Linked DNA regions of Oryctolagus cuniculus: region 2 is linked to region 1. Evidence: chromatin contacts called from public Hi-C data. All regions are on one chromosome and are shown on one strand. The core of a region is the stretch at or near the end of the contact, and the rest is flanking DNA. Distances in the headings are between cores, read along the strand shown.

Region 1 (7,331 bases), core at 1,491-3,990:
GTATTCAAAGGAAAGTAAATAGTTCTGCACAGTTCTGTGTGTTATAAAATCCTAACCATAGGGGTGGGCGCTGTGGTGCAGAGGGTTAAGGCACTGGCCTGAAGTGCCGGCATCCCATATGGGCGCTGGTTCTAGTCCCAGCTGTTCCACTTCTGATCCAGCTCTCTGCTATGGCCTGGGAAAGCAGTAAATGATGACCCAAGTCTTTGGGCCCGTGCACCCACGTGGGAGACCCGGAGGAGGCTCCTGGCTCCTGGCTTCAGATCGGCACAGCTGCAGCCATTGCAGCCAACTGGGGAGTGAACCAGCGGATGGAAGACCTCTCTCTCTGTCTCTACCTCTCTCTGTAACTCTGTCTTTCAAATAAATAAATCTTTCTTTTTTTTTTTATTGTTTTTTGATAGGCAGAGTGGACAGTGAGAGAGAGAGACAGAGAGAGAAAGGTCTTCCTTTGCCGTTGGTTCACCCTCCAATGGCCGCCGCTGCAGCCGGCGCACTGCGCTGATCCGATGGCAGGAGCCAGGATCCAGGTGCTTTTCCTGGTCTCCCATGGGGTGCAGGGCCCAAGCACCTGGGCCATCCTCCACTGCACTCCCTGGCCATAGCAGAGAGCTGGCCTGGAAGAGGGGCAACCGGGACAGAATCCGGGGCCCCGACCGGGACTAGAACCCGGTGTGCCGGCGCCGCAAGGTGGAGGATTAGCCTATTGAGCCATGGCGCCGGCTCAAATAAATAAATCTTTCTTAAAAAAGTTGTAACAATCATAGCAGCTCATAGTTATTGAGCCCTTGCTGTGAACTTAGCACTGTGCTAGGCAGTTGTTTAACCATCACAACAACTCTATGAAATAAGAATTATTAACTGTCATTAACCAGAGAAAAAGGCTGTGGCTTACAAATGTTGTTAACTCACCTGAAGTCACATTCCTAGTAAGTGGTAGAGCTGGAGTTCTATGTGGGATTCTGAGAAGGCTGGGTCCAGATCACAATGGCCCATGCTAGGAATTTTGGGGGCAATCTTGGAGATAGTGGGGAAGCCATCAAAGTTTGTTACACAACAGGTGACACTGGTAGAGAAGATGAATCAAAGTGAGGAAGGCTAGGGATAACAGCTAGGCATACAGTAGGAAGCCATTAGGACAAGAGATTACAGGGCTCTAATCCAAGTTGGAAGTAGCATCCTGTCACTCCGAAGCCCTCAGTATTGCATAGCCTCGATCTTGGAGGCAATTCATTCCATCTTTATTATGACAACCCGGAAAGACTCTTTCTTTAGACCTCAAGGCCTCAAGCTGACCCAAGAACCAGGGAAAAATATAAGGATTTCCTGAGTCTGGCAGAAGAGGAAGTTGGGTACTTGCCTGAGGTCATTTTCTACCTTATTTCTACCAGAGCCCTAGTTGAAACCTCAGCAGAACTGTATAGTCATGTGGGAGCCACCAGTAATGACTAATATAGCACACATCAGCACTAGGTGTTGTGATAAAACAATGCTGGCTACCACTACCACCATAGTAATTTTATGAACTGTTATCAACTTTTTGAGCCAGAAAACAGTAGAATGAAAATGGCATTTTAATAAGACCAACCTATACAAGGATCAGAAAGATTTGGTTTCTGAGAGAGAGAGGAGTGAGTTAAAAGATTGGTCTTGTCTCATCCCAAAGGAGGGTTCCTCTGACAGTCATATTTAGGGAGCCCCATCTCTCTGCTTATTCCAGTGTTTACTTCCTAGGAACACTGAGCGGAAGTCCTAGCTGAAGTGGGAAGGTAGAATTACTGAAACAAAAATGATAGCTTCAGCTCTTCCTTTGTGTAGGGATGAAAGTGAAACAGTGGCAGACAAGATCCTGGATATGGTGTCGAAGACCCTCGACGAGTACCCCTTTGACTTCCAGGGTGCCCGGATCATCACTGGCCAAGAGGAAGGTGCCTATGGCTGGATTACCATCAACTATCTTATGGGAAATTTCCCTCAGGTGAATAACTCACAGCACCCTTGGAAGTGGCTTTTTGTAGAACATGGCCATTGCTTACCACAGGCAGTGCTTGTGCCACTAGCTAGAATGAATGAGTGAAAGAATGTACTCCCACTTTTGTAAGATTCTCTAGAGGCATAATTCTCTTATGAGAACATCTACTATTGGCGGATAAGAAGCCGTATTTGTACTTTAAGGGGATATAGAGGAAAGTAAAATTCTGTTATTCAGAGTTGCTAATATTTGCCTAGTTCTGTATGTCTTGTGCTGTGCTAAGCACTTTTCCTGTGCTGTTTGACTTCATCCTCAGAACAATAGTATGAAGCTTTCTTATTATCTCTAGATTAGAGTCCCAAATGATATTGAAAGAGGGCACTTATTCTATCCAGGGTCTCACAGTTAGTGAGCAGGTGAGTGGAGAGTTGAATTGAGATGCCCTGTGATACTACTGGACATATCTGCTATTCTACTGTGCTGCTGCCATCTGAGCTCTCTTTGAAGCCTCTCTTTTCTTCCTGTTAATTTGATGCAGACTCAGAAACCTCCAGTGAGCTTTGTCTCACCTTTCTGCCCCTGCTTCTTTGCCTTAGGAAGTTCCTGAGTCCAAGAAATAGTGTTGAAAGCAGGATGCCAAGAGGCTTCTTGTGCTGGTGACTGTCCTCTCTTTCAGAAATCAAGTTGGTATGGTCTGGTCTCACATGAAGAAGAGAAACAAACCTATGGAGCTCTGGACCTTGGGGGAGCCTCTACACAAATCACTTTTGTGCCCCCAAGTAATGAAACTATTGAGTCCCCAGACAACTCTTTGCAATTTCGCCTCTATGGCAGGGACTACAACGTATACACACACAGCTTCTTGTGCTATGGGAAGGATCAAGCACTCTTGCAGAAACTGGCCAAGGACATTGAGGCAAGTATAACTGAATCCAGCCCTGCCCTTCCCACATCTGGGCTTCCAGCCCCCACATCCTGTTGTTTTCTCTTTATAATTCAGTAATTGGTCTGAAGTTGGTTATTGTACTTTCCAAATCTTTTCAGGCAGACTATCATACATCTGGTCGACCCCTGTCAATGATTCCATCCAAACACTTCCCCTCCTTTGTTTGTTTACTGTACTATCTCCAAGGACACCACTCAGAGCCTCTCTTAAGAATTAATTTCTCACCCCTGTGAAGTTGATAATGGAAGTTACATGCTGGAGTACTATTGGAGAGGGAGGAAGGCAGAACACTGCAATTTATAAACCTGTCTAGACTACTTTTTAATTTCTCTTTCCTACACATTACAGGAAACAGATTGTTAGATTTGACCTGGAGAATAGGATTGACAAAAAAAAGCACTTCAGAAAGTAAACAGAATTTATCAACACTTGAAATCTTGTCCCCAGATGCTTTCTGCATTTTTTGAAGGCAAGAAAAGTTAAACATTCTGAATGTCATGCAAGTACTAGGCACACCCTGACAAACAGAGTGAGGGTGTTACATCCATCGCTACTGAAAAGACAACCAATTCTTTGCTCTTCCAAGGCACCCTCTGGTTCTGACAACCACGAGTGGGGGCTACAGAGAGATGCCCACTGAACCTCAAAGCTCCACCAAGCTTCTTACCACAGCAAACCCTTTTCTTCTCTTGTAGTTGTATAAAAAACCACTTTGACACAGAATATAATATGTCACGATGAGCCATAGTCACCCTGCTGTACTGCAAAATACCAGAACCCGTTACTTCCACCGTACTGTGTTTTGGCATCCATTATCCAATCTCTCTTATCCCCTCCCTCGCTCCCTGCCTGGCCTCTAGTAATCTTTTACATTTAGATCAAATGTTTATCCGTATACACACACACATACACACACGTTCACACAGAAATATAAAAGAGGCCATGTGATATTTGGCTATGTCTGACTTATTTCACTTAACATATGATCTCCAGTTCCATTCATTTTGCTGAAAATGTCCAGATATTATCCTTTTTAAGGCAGAAAAATATTCCATTATATATATATATATGTATATATCTATATCTATCACATTTTCTTTATGCATTCATCCAGTGATGGAAACCCAGCTTCATTCCATATCTTGGCTATTGTAAATGGTGCTAAAATGTACATAGAGTGCAGGTATCTCTATACAAAGAAAAGATAAGGAAATGGAAGGGCTGATTGCCTGGTATGGTCAGTTTAAGCTATGAATAATTACTGAAATGTTTCATGTATCCCTTAAAAAAGTACAAGTATTACATGTTAATCCAAAGTTTAGAAATAAAAAAAATACCAGAGAAAACCCTACCAAAACATTTTGATACTGCTGGCGTAAATGACCTAAGGGCCCTGCCAGCTCTTGGAGCTCCTGATTCTCTCCTTGAGGAGTAGAGAAGGGTACTGTATGAAGGCTACTGGGAAACTACTCTCAGGCTCAACATTTTGAGAGTCTTAAAAGTTTTCATTGTGAATCTGCTTCTGATCTATGCGGTCGGGACTAAGCACAAGGGACATTCCAGACTAATGGCATTTCTGGGCCCTGTTTTCACTACATGGACAGTCTATAAATAGACAAATACATTTATATCTGAAACTACTTCTGGTGCCTGTTATACAAACCACCTTCTTCTTCTTCTTCTTCTTCTTCTTCTTCTTCTTCTTCTTCTTCCTCTTCCTCTTCCTCTTCCTCTTCTTCCTCTTCCTCCTCCTCTTCTTCTTCTTCCTCTTCCTCTTCCTCCTCTTCCTCTTCTTCTTCCTCTTCCTCCTCCTCCTCCTCTTCTTCCTCTTCCTCCTCCTCTTCCTCTTCTTCCTCTTCCTCCTCCTCCTCTTCCTCCTCCTCTTCCTCCTCCTCCTCCTCCTCCTCTTCCTCTTCCTCCTCCTCCTCTTCCTCTTCTTCCTCCTCCTCCTCCTCTTCTTCCTCCTCCTCCTCCTCTTCTTCCTCCTCCTCTTCCTCCTCCTCTTCCTCCTCCTCTTCTTCCTCTTCCCTCTTTCTTCTTCTTCCTCCTCCTCCTCCTCCTCCTCTTCCTCTTCCCTCTTCCCTCTTTCCTCTTCTTCTTCTTTTTTTTTTTTTACTTATTCCCACGGATGAAAAGGACAGGGCATGGACATATTGATGTCAGGGCTAAGTGCTGGGATGTTATAAAATACATATGCATTGTTAAAGTCAGACTGTTCCTTTTGTACCCCAAACATTCACACGTGATGCCTTCAATTGATTTTTCCATTTAGGATACAAGTAATGGAATCCTTAAAGACCCGTGCTTCCACCCTGGATATGAAAGGGTAGTGAACATAAGTGACCTTTACAGGACCCCCTGTACCAAGAGATTTGAGAAGACACTTCCATTCCATCAGTTCCAAATTCAAGGTGTTGGAGACTATCAACGATGCCATGAAAGTATCCAAGAGCTCTTCAATACCAGTAACTGCCCTTACTCTCAGTGTGCCTTCAATGGGGTTTTCTTGCCATCACTTCAAGGGCATTTTGGGGTAAGTTTATGAAACAAAGGGATGATTTTGGTTCCAAGTTATAGAGTATGTGGCTACAAAGGATTTAAATAATAGGATTTCTTTTCCTTGCACAGAATAATAAGTCCAGGTAAATAATTAAGGGTTAGTTCTGTGGCTCAACAATGTCATGACTTGGGATCAGCTTCTCCACTTGCTTCTTGATCTTCCCGTGGTGCTTCTGTGGTAGCCACTGCTTCAAGTGTCATCTTCACATGAAAAGCCAACGTAGGAAAGCAGTTCAGAGGCTTATGTTGCATGCATCTCTCTCCCATTGTGCAGAAGTGCTAACACACATCTGTTCAAATCCTGTTGCCCAGAACTTGGTAAAATGCACACCTCCAAACCAACCTATGATAAAGAGAAATGGATTAATATGATTGGTTTTGACAAATTATTATTCATCCACTGGGGAGTCTTTCTGTTTCCTTCTACCTAGGCAAAAATCAAGATTCTGGAAGCAAGGAAGACGGGGGATGGCTCTGGAATAGGCACCCCTTGGCATCTGCCATAAGTGGCTTCTCAAATGTCAGAAGCAGAAGTAGCAGTCAGATGATTCAGCTGAGGGTTTTCCTCTGTAAAGACATGTGGGGGGCCGGCGCTGTGGCGCAGTGGGTTAAAGCCCTGGCCTCAAGCACCGGCATCTCATATAGGTGCCAGTTCTAGTCCCTGCTGCTCCATTCCCTATCCAGTCCCCTGCTAAGGTCTGGGATAACAGTAGAGGATGGCCCAAGTCCTTGGGCCCCTGCACCCAGGTGGGAGCCCCGGAGGAAGCTCCTGGCTTGCTCTGGCTGTTGCAGCCATCTGGGGAGTGAACCAGTGGATGGAAGACCTCTCTCTCTCTGTCTCTACCTCTCTCTGTAACTCTGTCTTTCAAATAAGTAAAATAAATTAAAAAAAAGACAGGTAGGAAGTGGAGATCCAGAAAAACAGTGAAGGACAGCACCATTTGTATTTCATTTTGAAGAGCTTAGAGATTTTTTGAATCCCAGCTTCAAATTTTTTCTATTCTTAAGTACCCAAGGATAAATTAAAATATTTGAATAAATCTGCCTATTATTCAAATTTCACATTTTAAACCTGGAGACCAAGCATTATTGTAGTCATAATTTAATAGTATATTGTAAAATTGGTCGATGTAGCAAGTGCCAATTATTGACTAAGCACTAGACAAGGCTATTTCCAAAAGTTCATGAAACAGAATTAAAAGATCAAAAAAGCTTTGAAATTCATACATAGTTTATTCATAATGAAAAATTTCAATTAACTTTTTGAAGATCTCTCATAAGCATGCAATTCCAAATTTTTTGCACCAAAATAAACATTTTAATTCTTTTTTCCATGAACTTTTTGAAATCCCCATTATGCCCATTATTTATTCAAGATATCGTTCAAAGAAATAAGGACTTTTGTCTACCTTTGCAGTCTTCCTTCCTTTTCAGAAAATAGATCAGCATGTATGGAATGAGGTTAAATTCCCCTCAAGGACCTCAGAAAGAGAGTTTCTTGCAAAGTCTCTGTCACTGTGGAGAGGGCACAGACCCAACAGTTATCAGACCAGATTTAATTCATGGATTCTTGTGAATTGTGAGCTCTTTACTCCCTTGGTCTCTGGCACAACAATTGGCAGTGTTGTAGATCCTGGCTTACTTTAACCATGGACCAGACCACAGCTTCCTTTTCCCTCCAGATTCCTGGAGGAAATAAATGGTAGGACAATGACTGAAAGAGAAATATTTGCTTATTAGTTGGCCCCAAACTTCAATTCAGAACAAATAAAACCCTTGCTTGAATGGCCTGTAGCTGAGCAGGCACTGGCTACTGACCTCGGACTTTTTGGGCCTGGCACTTGCCTTCTGTCA
Region 2 (7,164 bases), core at 2,170-4,669, 140 kb before region 1:
AACAATCAGAACCAAAGGGCAGCTGCTGCCTCTTCAGACTAAACTAATCCATCTCCCGGCCTCATTCAGGGAAGCTTCATTCATAACAACCCAGTAATATTTCTGGGAGTGGCCATATTCTCAGATGTTGTTCAGATATACTGGTCCAGAAGCAGAGTGCATGACGGTATGGAAGGCTAGAGTATAGATTAAAAGGAGGGAGCACCAGCTGGACACCATGACAGTAGCCCTGTTCCAAGACCACAAAGCTGGCTCTAGAAGGCAATAGGTTTACAAAGGAAGGAACAGCCTTGTCTTAAAATGAAGTAATCATTCTGGTCCCTTTACCCTCTTTACAACCTATACAGACATTGGTCTCCTGATAAATTGCTTCCAATTCAAGTTCACAGAAAACAAAAACTGGTCCTTTGCAATTTCTTTCCTAACAGTCAGATGAAATCCAGGTGGGTTGACTTTCATGTTGCAAGGGAACATTTAAATCTACGCTGTGTGTGAACATCATCTTGCTTCATCAACATTTACTTTTTTGTTGTTGTTGTTGTTTGACAGGCAGAGTGGACAGTGAGAGAGACAGAGAGAAAGGTCTTCCTTTTGCCGTTGGTTCACCCTCCAATGGCTGCCACGGCTGGCGCGCTGCGGCCGGCGCACCGCGCTGATCCGAAGGCAGGAGCCAGGTACTTCTCCTGGTCCTCCATGGGGTGCAGGGCCCAAGCACTTGGGCCATCCTCCACTGCACTCCCTGGCCATAGCAGAGAGCTGGCCTGGAAAAGGGGCAACCGGGACAGCATGCGGCGCCCCGACTGGGACTAGAACCTGGTGTGCCGGCGCCGCAAGGCGGAGGATTAGCCTAGTGAGCCGCGGCCAGCCGCTTCATCAACGTTTACAAAAAGATATATTAGCTGCATTACCTTTAGAAATGTTACAGCCAGGGGCCAGTGGCACCAGTATCCTATATTGGTGCCGGTTCAAGTCCCAGCTGCTCCTCTTCCAATCCAGCTTTCTGCCTATGGCTTGAAGGCAGCAGAAGATGGCCCAAGTGCCTGGGCCGCTGCACTCACAGGAGATACCCAGAAGAAGCTCCTGGTTCCTGGTTTTGGATTGGCCCGGCTCTGGCTGTTGCCGCCATTTGGGGAGTGAACCAGCAGATGGAAGACCTCTCTCTCTGTCTCTCCCTCTCTCTGTCTGTAACTCTACCTCTCAAATAAATTGAAAAAATATTAAAAAAAGTTGCAGCCATCACTAGCAAATTTCTTAGTCCATTAAAAACACCAATGACTGCCATCTCTCATCCTTTACTGTACTCTACAGTTACAGGGCACTTTCTCAACCAGGGCCAGTGACATTAGTTCTCACTTCACAATTGAAGAAACTAGCCTGGAAATAGAGGGATTTGCTCAAGTCTGTGCAGATGGCAAGGAAATGAATGGTAGGCCTGAGATCCTATATAATGCTCCTTCCCATACACTGTTAACTTATAAAATTAAAAACAAGGTAGGCACAGGCTCATTTGTCAAAGATATTCATTCACATGTTATCTGGTGCCAACTGTGTGTCAAGCAGTGGGGATTTATGGAATGCCCTCATGGAGATGGTAGTAAGTGAGGGATATTGGTTACTTGGGATTACAGGAACTTAACGGAATGACTAAAAGCATCTAAACTGAAGTTCTGTAAGAGTTCTCTGATCCACAGCAAGTGTACCCCAAGAAATGGCAAAGATTTGCTAACAAGGCAGAGAGAGAGAAAAGGCAGGGATGAGGTGGAAGAACAAGGAGAATGGTAGAGATCTAAAGGATGAAAATAGAGGTTTATAAAGAACGGGAAGGGTGGGCCAGGCGCCGCGGCTCACTAGGCTAATCCTCCGCCTTGCAGCGCCGGCACACCAGGTTCTAGTCCTGGTAGGGGTGCCACATTCTGTCCCAGTTGGCCCTCTTCCAGGCCAGCTCTCTGCTGTGGCCAGGGAGTGCAGTGGAGGATGGCCCAAGTGCTTGGGCCCTACACCCCATGGGAGACCAGGAGAAGTACCTGGCTCCTGCCATCGGATCAGCGTGGTGCGCCGGCCGCAGCGCGCCGGCCGCAGTGGCCATTGGAGGGTGAACCAACGGCAAAGGAAGACCTTTCTCTCTGTCTCTCTCACTGTCCACTCTGCCTGTCAAAAAATAAAAAAAAAAAAAATAAAAGAACGGGAAGGGTAGCCCAAAGACAAAGCCAATTCCCAATACACCTTACACAAGAGCAGCTGATGTGTGTCTCTACTCACTGTTGTTCACATGGACACAGAACTGTTGGATTCCATTTGAATCCAAGAAAACTCTCGAAGGAAACGGGGAATTACTCCTGAAGATCAGAGAGTTGTCTATACACACCCAGCTTGAAGACCTACGAGGAAAGAGGATGGAGAAGATACTTAGATGGGGAGGGGTCGGTCTGAAGACAGGTTCCCCAGGGCTGTCAGTCAGGTGTCAGAGAGGCTGTAGGGCAACACTGGACAGCTCCACTCTGTGAAATCAGCAAAGGAAGGTCGCAGCTGGGAAAAACCAAGCCCACGTCCTCGGAGCGGAGGTGGGGGCAAGCGGCAGGCAGGTGAACTGTTACTTCCACCCGGCACCCACTGCGGGGCCCAGGCTCCTCTGGGATTCGTTTTGGGCACCGCGGCTCACCTGACGCTGCCAGGGAGGCAGAAGGCGAACACCGTCCTCGGGTGGAGGAGATAGCAGTCCCTGTCGCAGCAGCAATTCAAGTCGCAGGTGCCAGGAGTCAAGTCACAGACACAGACCGGTAGGACTACGAAAGGACAACAGGAAGTAGAGCGGGTGGCATGAGGCCATTAGTCTTCCATGCACTAATCCCCCCTCTTCCGAGAGCCCCACACCTTCGTGGCAAGCTGAACCTTGTTTATAGGACTTTACACCTAAGAAGCGAGTGATTCACCCCCACAACCCTTCCCCTCACCTGGGAAGAGGTCCACGGTCTTATTCCCAGGCGCCGAAGGGGTCACCAGGGTCGAGTCCACCGTAGAGAGTTCAGGCCCGGCCGAGGAAGCTGTGGTCCCCTCCGAGGTGGGCTGGAGGGTCCCGCCCGGCGTGCCCGGCGTGCCCGGCGTGCCCGGCCCCGGGACCGAAGAAGTGGGCGCTGTTTCTGACGGTGAGGCAGACGACTGAGGCTGGACGCCCTGGGGCTGCATCAGGAAGAACACCTGTAGTAGCACGAGCTGCCTGGCGCACATAGGGCAGGCCACTCGCCCGAGGGTCCAACAGGAGCCTCCGCCGTCTCCAGACGCGTTGCTAGAGCGCGGGGTGGGAGGAGTCGCATAGCGTCTGACGTCACGCGCATGCGTTTGCTCATTGGCTCATGGCGAGCGCGGAGCGGTCTCCAGCCAATAAGAAGCGGTGTTGTTACAGCTCTTTCAGCATCCTAGGGTATGGGCCGTCCTCCTCGGGCCGGCCCGGGCACAGCCTCCGTCGCCTGGCAACCGCACCGGGGTAGGGAAGCCTTGTCCCTTCTCTCCGCTAGAGGACAGTAGGAGGTCGGGCCACCAGCTAGGGCCGGAGTCCCGCGCAGACCGGGCCGCCCGGAGGAGCGGAAACAGCAGTGGCAGGAACGAGGTTTGCACGTCTTTTCCTCCCCTGATTCCTGCGGTGAGAAATCCTCTCTATGGAAGGATACTGGTGTCAAGGGAGTGAAACACACCCAGAGTCCCGTACCCTAGGAAGTGTCTCCTCTAAGTACATGCTTTTGGAAACACATTAAAATACTGTTCTTTCAGCTTCTTGAAGTTTAACATTGAGAAAAAAAATTTCAAAACTCCATAAATGCTTCAACATTATTAAAGATGAACTGCGTTATTGTTGCTGGAAAAAGTGTTGAAAGAAGGAAAATTGGGAATAAAAAAGAGAAGGGGAAATGTGAGGAGATAGGGAAGGAAAATGTGAGTAGAAAGAAAAATGTTTTCTAGAAGAGGAGAAAACAAAATGCAGGGAATAGCGAAGAAAACCCATGCTCTGTTATGAGCCGCCACTTGGTTTTGTTTTGCTGGGGAGTGGAGGGCCACGTCCAGGAGAACTCCTGGTCTTAGGATCATCCTTACCAGCCTGTCAGGTCTGCTAGCAGCAAGCCCTGCGGCTGTGGCCCGCGTGAAATGTGCCTGGCATGGCTGAGGAGCTGACTTTTTAATTTCCAAATTTTAATTCAGAGTTAAAGAATTTGCTCCTGTTAGACCTAGCATTTTCTTTTCTCTATAATTCTGACATCTGGATTATTTCAGTTGCTTGGCCTGGGCTATAAATTAAGACTGTTTAGAGTTATCTAAAGTCTGGTGTCTGGCCAAGGCCTTCCTTTCTAGGTGAATCTCTTAAGCAGGTAAGTTTTAGGCCACTTGACTGTGCTCACGTTCCTTGACAAGGTCTTGATTTTCCAATGTTTTGAACTCAATAGCTAAATGTATCCCTGTGTTGTGACTATTTGCAAACATTTTTGTGTGACTAGGTGATGAAATAAAGTGCATATTTGTGTTTGACATTAAAATGTTTATCTGCCTTACTAATTTCTATGAGAAAAGGTCAACTTCAGATTATTCAAATTATATGTATTAGAATATAAACTCTACAAAACAGGGATTTTTTTTGTCTATTTTGTTCACAGATGTATCCCCATGCCTTCAACAGTGAGTAGGACATGTTAGATATGCATTAAATATTTTTAAAATATATCAAAAAATCAAACATTATTTTCTTTGATTGTTTAGACTAACTTTTATGAATATGATTTTTTTCAGGGTTACATTTCTTTTGATGAAATTTCTATTGTACATCTAAGCAAAAACTACTTTGGATTTCAAAGTTTGTAATTTGAACTGTGACTCTCAATCGTTGTTAAATTATTCCTGAATTTATTAATGTTGGTGAAAGAGTCTGTTTATTGAAGTAATTTCAAGGTTACATGATAAAAATAGTTTCAGAATCATCTGAATTACTTTTTGTCATTTTTGAATTTAAGCATATTAAAATTTTAGAAAAATTAAATTTTTCTTTTTATATTTTCTTGTGGTTGAGCATGAAGATAATTTGTATTGTTGCTTTTTTTGTTACATGTTTGTAGCAATCTTCATAATGCTGAGTTCTAATTTTTTTAAGATATAATACTAAAATATGAAAGATAATTTTGAAGAGGGCAAAATTTATGCACACGTGTCATGCAGATGCCAGTTTAATGTGGAGATCATATCTTAAATTGAGGTAGTTTAATATAACATCACTTCCAAAGTAGAGATTTCCAAATTAGATCCTATGATACTAGCAGATCTCTGTGTTTTGGATTAAAGGAGTTCAATGTGTGAGTGGAAATCTAGTCAGTAGATTGGATCAAGATGGCAGACTGAGAGCAAGTGTTAGCCTCTCTCCACTTCTTCCCACTTTCATAAATCTAAAAATTACAGAAAAGTTAGATGTCTACACCCTTGTGAATACATGCACACACCTTGATAATGAAAAAACGTGAAAGTGTATTCTCAGTGCTGCATTATGTGAAAAAAATTTTTGAAAAGATTTGTTTATTTGAAAGGCAGAGTGATACACACACACACACACACACACAGAGAAGGGGGGGGGGGCGAATATTCAGTCCACTTGTTCACTACCCACATGGCCGCAACAGCCAGGACTGGGCCAGGCTGAATCCAGGAGCCTGGCACTCCGTCCTGATTTCCCACATGAGTGGCAGGGGCCCAAGTACTTGGACCATCTCCTGTTGCCTTCCTAAGCACATTAACAGGAAGCTAGATTGGAGGAGCTAGGACTCAAACTGGCCCTCCAAGATGGGATGCCAGCCCCTTTTATGAGAATTCTTGCAAAATAGATGACCGATGGGATTGGACTGAAGGTGGGCCCCCCAAAAGTGCAGAACTTTATACAGAAGAAGAAATGGTGCTTGTGGTGCCCTAAGAATACAGAAAGAAGCTATTGTTATCAGTAGGGGCCCTTAGATAATTTTATGAGTTATTGGGGCTGGCGCAGTGGCACAGCGGGAGAACACCGGGGATATGATGCCTGCTGGAACTTGGGGCCAGAGAAGGGAGGATAGATGATGGCAGTGGGTTAGCTCTACCGTTGAGTAGGAACAGGAAGAAAATCTATCATCTATCTAAATATCCGTCTATCCCTCTATGAATTTAAATGGTTCAGCTACTGTGGCCTTGAGTCATGGTCCAGATTTTTTTTTTTCACAGGCAGAGTGGACAGAGAGAGAGAGAGACAGAGAGAAAGATCTTCCTTTGCCATTGGTTCACCCTCCAATGGCCAGTGAGGCCGGCGCACCGCGCTGATCCGATGGCAGGAGCCAGGTACTTATCCTGGTCTCCCATGGGGTACAGGGCCCAAGCACTTGGGCCATCCTCCACTGCACTTCCTGGCCACAGCAGAGAGCTAGCCTGGAAGAGGGGCAACCAGGACAGAATCCGGTGCCCTGACCGGGACTAGAACCCAGTGTGCCGGCACCGCAAGGCGGAGGATTAGCCTAGTGAGCCGCGGTGCCAGCCCCAAATTTTTGTGTTTATCAAAAGTTCATTTGTCAGCATTGTGGCACAGCGGGTTAAGCCAGCTCCTACAATGTCTCATCCCGTATGGGTGCTAGTTTGAGTTCTGGCTGCTCCACTTCTGATCCAGCTCCCTGCTAATGTGCCTGGGAAAGCAGCAGAGAATGGCCCAAGTGCTTGCACTCCTGCCACCCATGTGGGAGACCTAAACGAAGCTCTTGGCTCCTGGCTTTGGTCTGGCCCAGCCCCAGCTGTTGTGGACCATTTGGGGAGTGAACCAGTGGATAAATGATCTATTTCTCTGTCTCTGTCTCTGTCTCTCTCTCTTTCTAACTCTGCCTTTCAAATAAATAAATAAATAAATAAATAAATAAATAAATCTATCTCTAAAAAAGGCACCATTATCAAAGATTAAGTACATATTTTTCTTTAAAAGTTAAAATTTGAAAACTTAATTTACCAGTTGCTTTATTTTATTAATATAAATTCCCAAATTAAGAATATAAAAATTTCCCAGCCTTAATACAATATGTATTTTTTATTTAATATTATCTAAATTTGAAATAAAAATATTACTAATTTTAGAATAACAAAACTAGAATTAGTTTTGTCAAAGAAGGGGCACTGATTTGTGCC

What was found. Hi-C and Micro-C count contacts between places; a contact is called where the count stands out from the background.
Region 2: a contact with region 1 is called in a Hi-C map of embryonic fibroblasts, with 2.9 times the contacts expected there. The contact joins the promoter of ENTPD1 here to the enhancer-like site in region 1. A contact is called at or near these places in 2 of 6 Hi-C or Micro-C datasets (embryonic fibroblasts and an unstated tissue).

What each region holds. Positions count from the first base shown.
Region 1 is chr15:33,832,895-33,840,225 of mOryCun1.1, reverse strand. It overlaps ENTPD1 (ectonucleoside triphosphate diphosphohydrolase 1), which reads left to right. Exons shown (of 9, transcript XM_051824023.2): 6 at 1,819-1,978; 7 at 2,649-2,888; 8 at 5,191-5,451. Among named protein-coding and RNA genes, the nearest start is that of CC2D2B, 69 kb to the right of the region's middle. Within about 2 kb of position 2,740, at least 1 of the 8 cell types and tissues checked has an H3K27ac peak or open chromatin away from gene starts, as enhancers often do.
Region 2 is chr15:33,973,227-33,980,390 of mOryCun1.1, reverse strand. ENTPD1 (ectonucleoside triphosphate diphosphohydrolase 1) reads left to right here and starts at 3,419. Exons shown (of 9, transcript XM_051824023.2): 1 at 3,419-3,637; 2 at 4,641-4,662. The coding sequence starts at 4,641. TCTN3 (tectonic family member 3) reads right to left here and starts at 3,252. Exons shown (of 14, transcript XM_070057496.1): 1 at 2,952-3,252; 2 at 2,660-2,783; 3 at 2,260-2,378. The coding sequence starts at 3,225.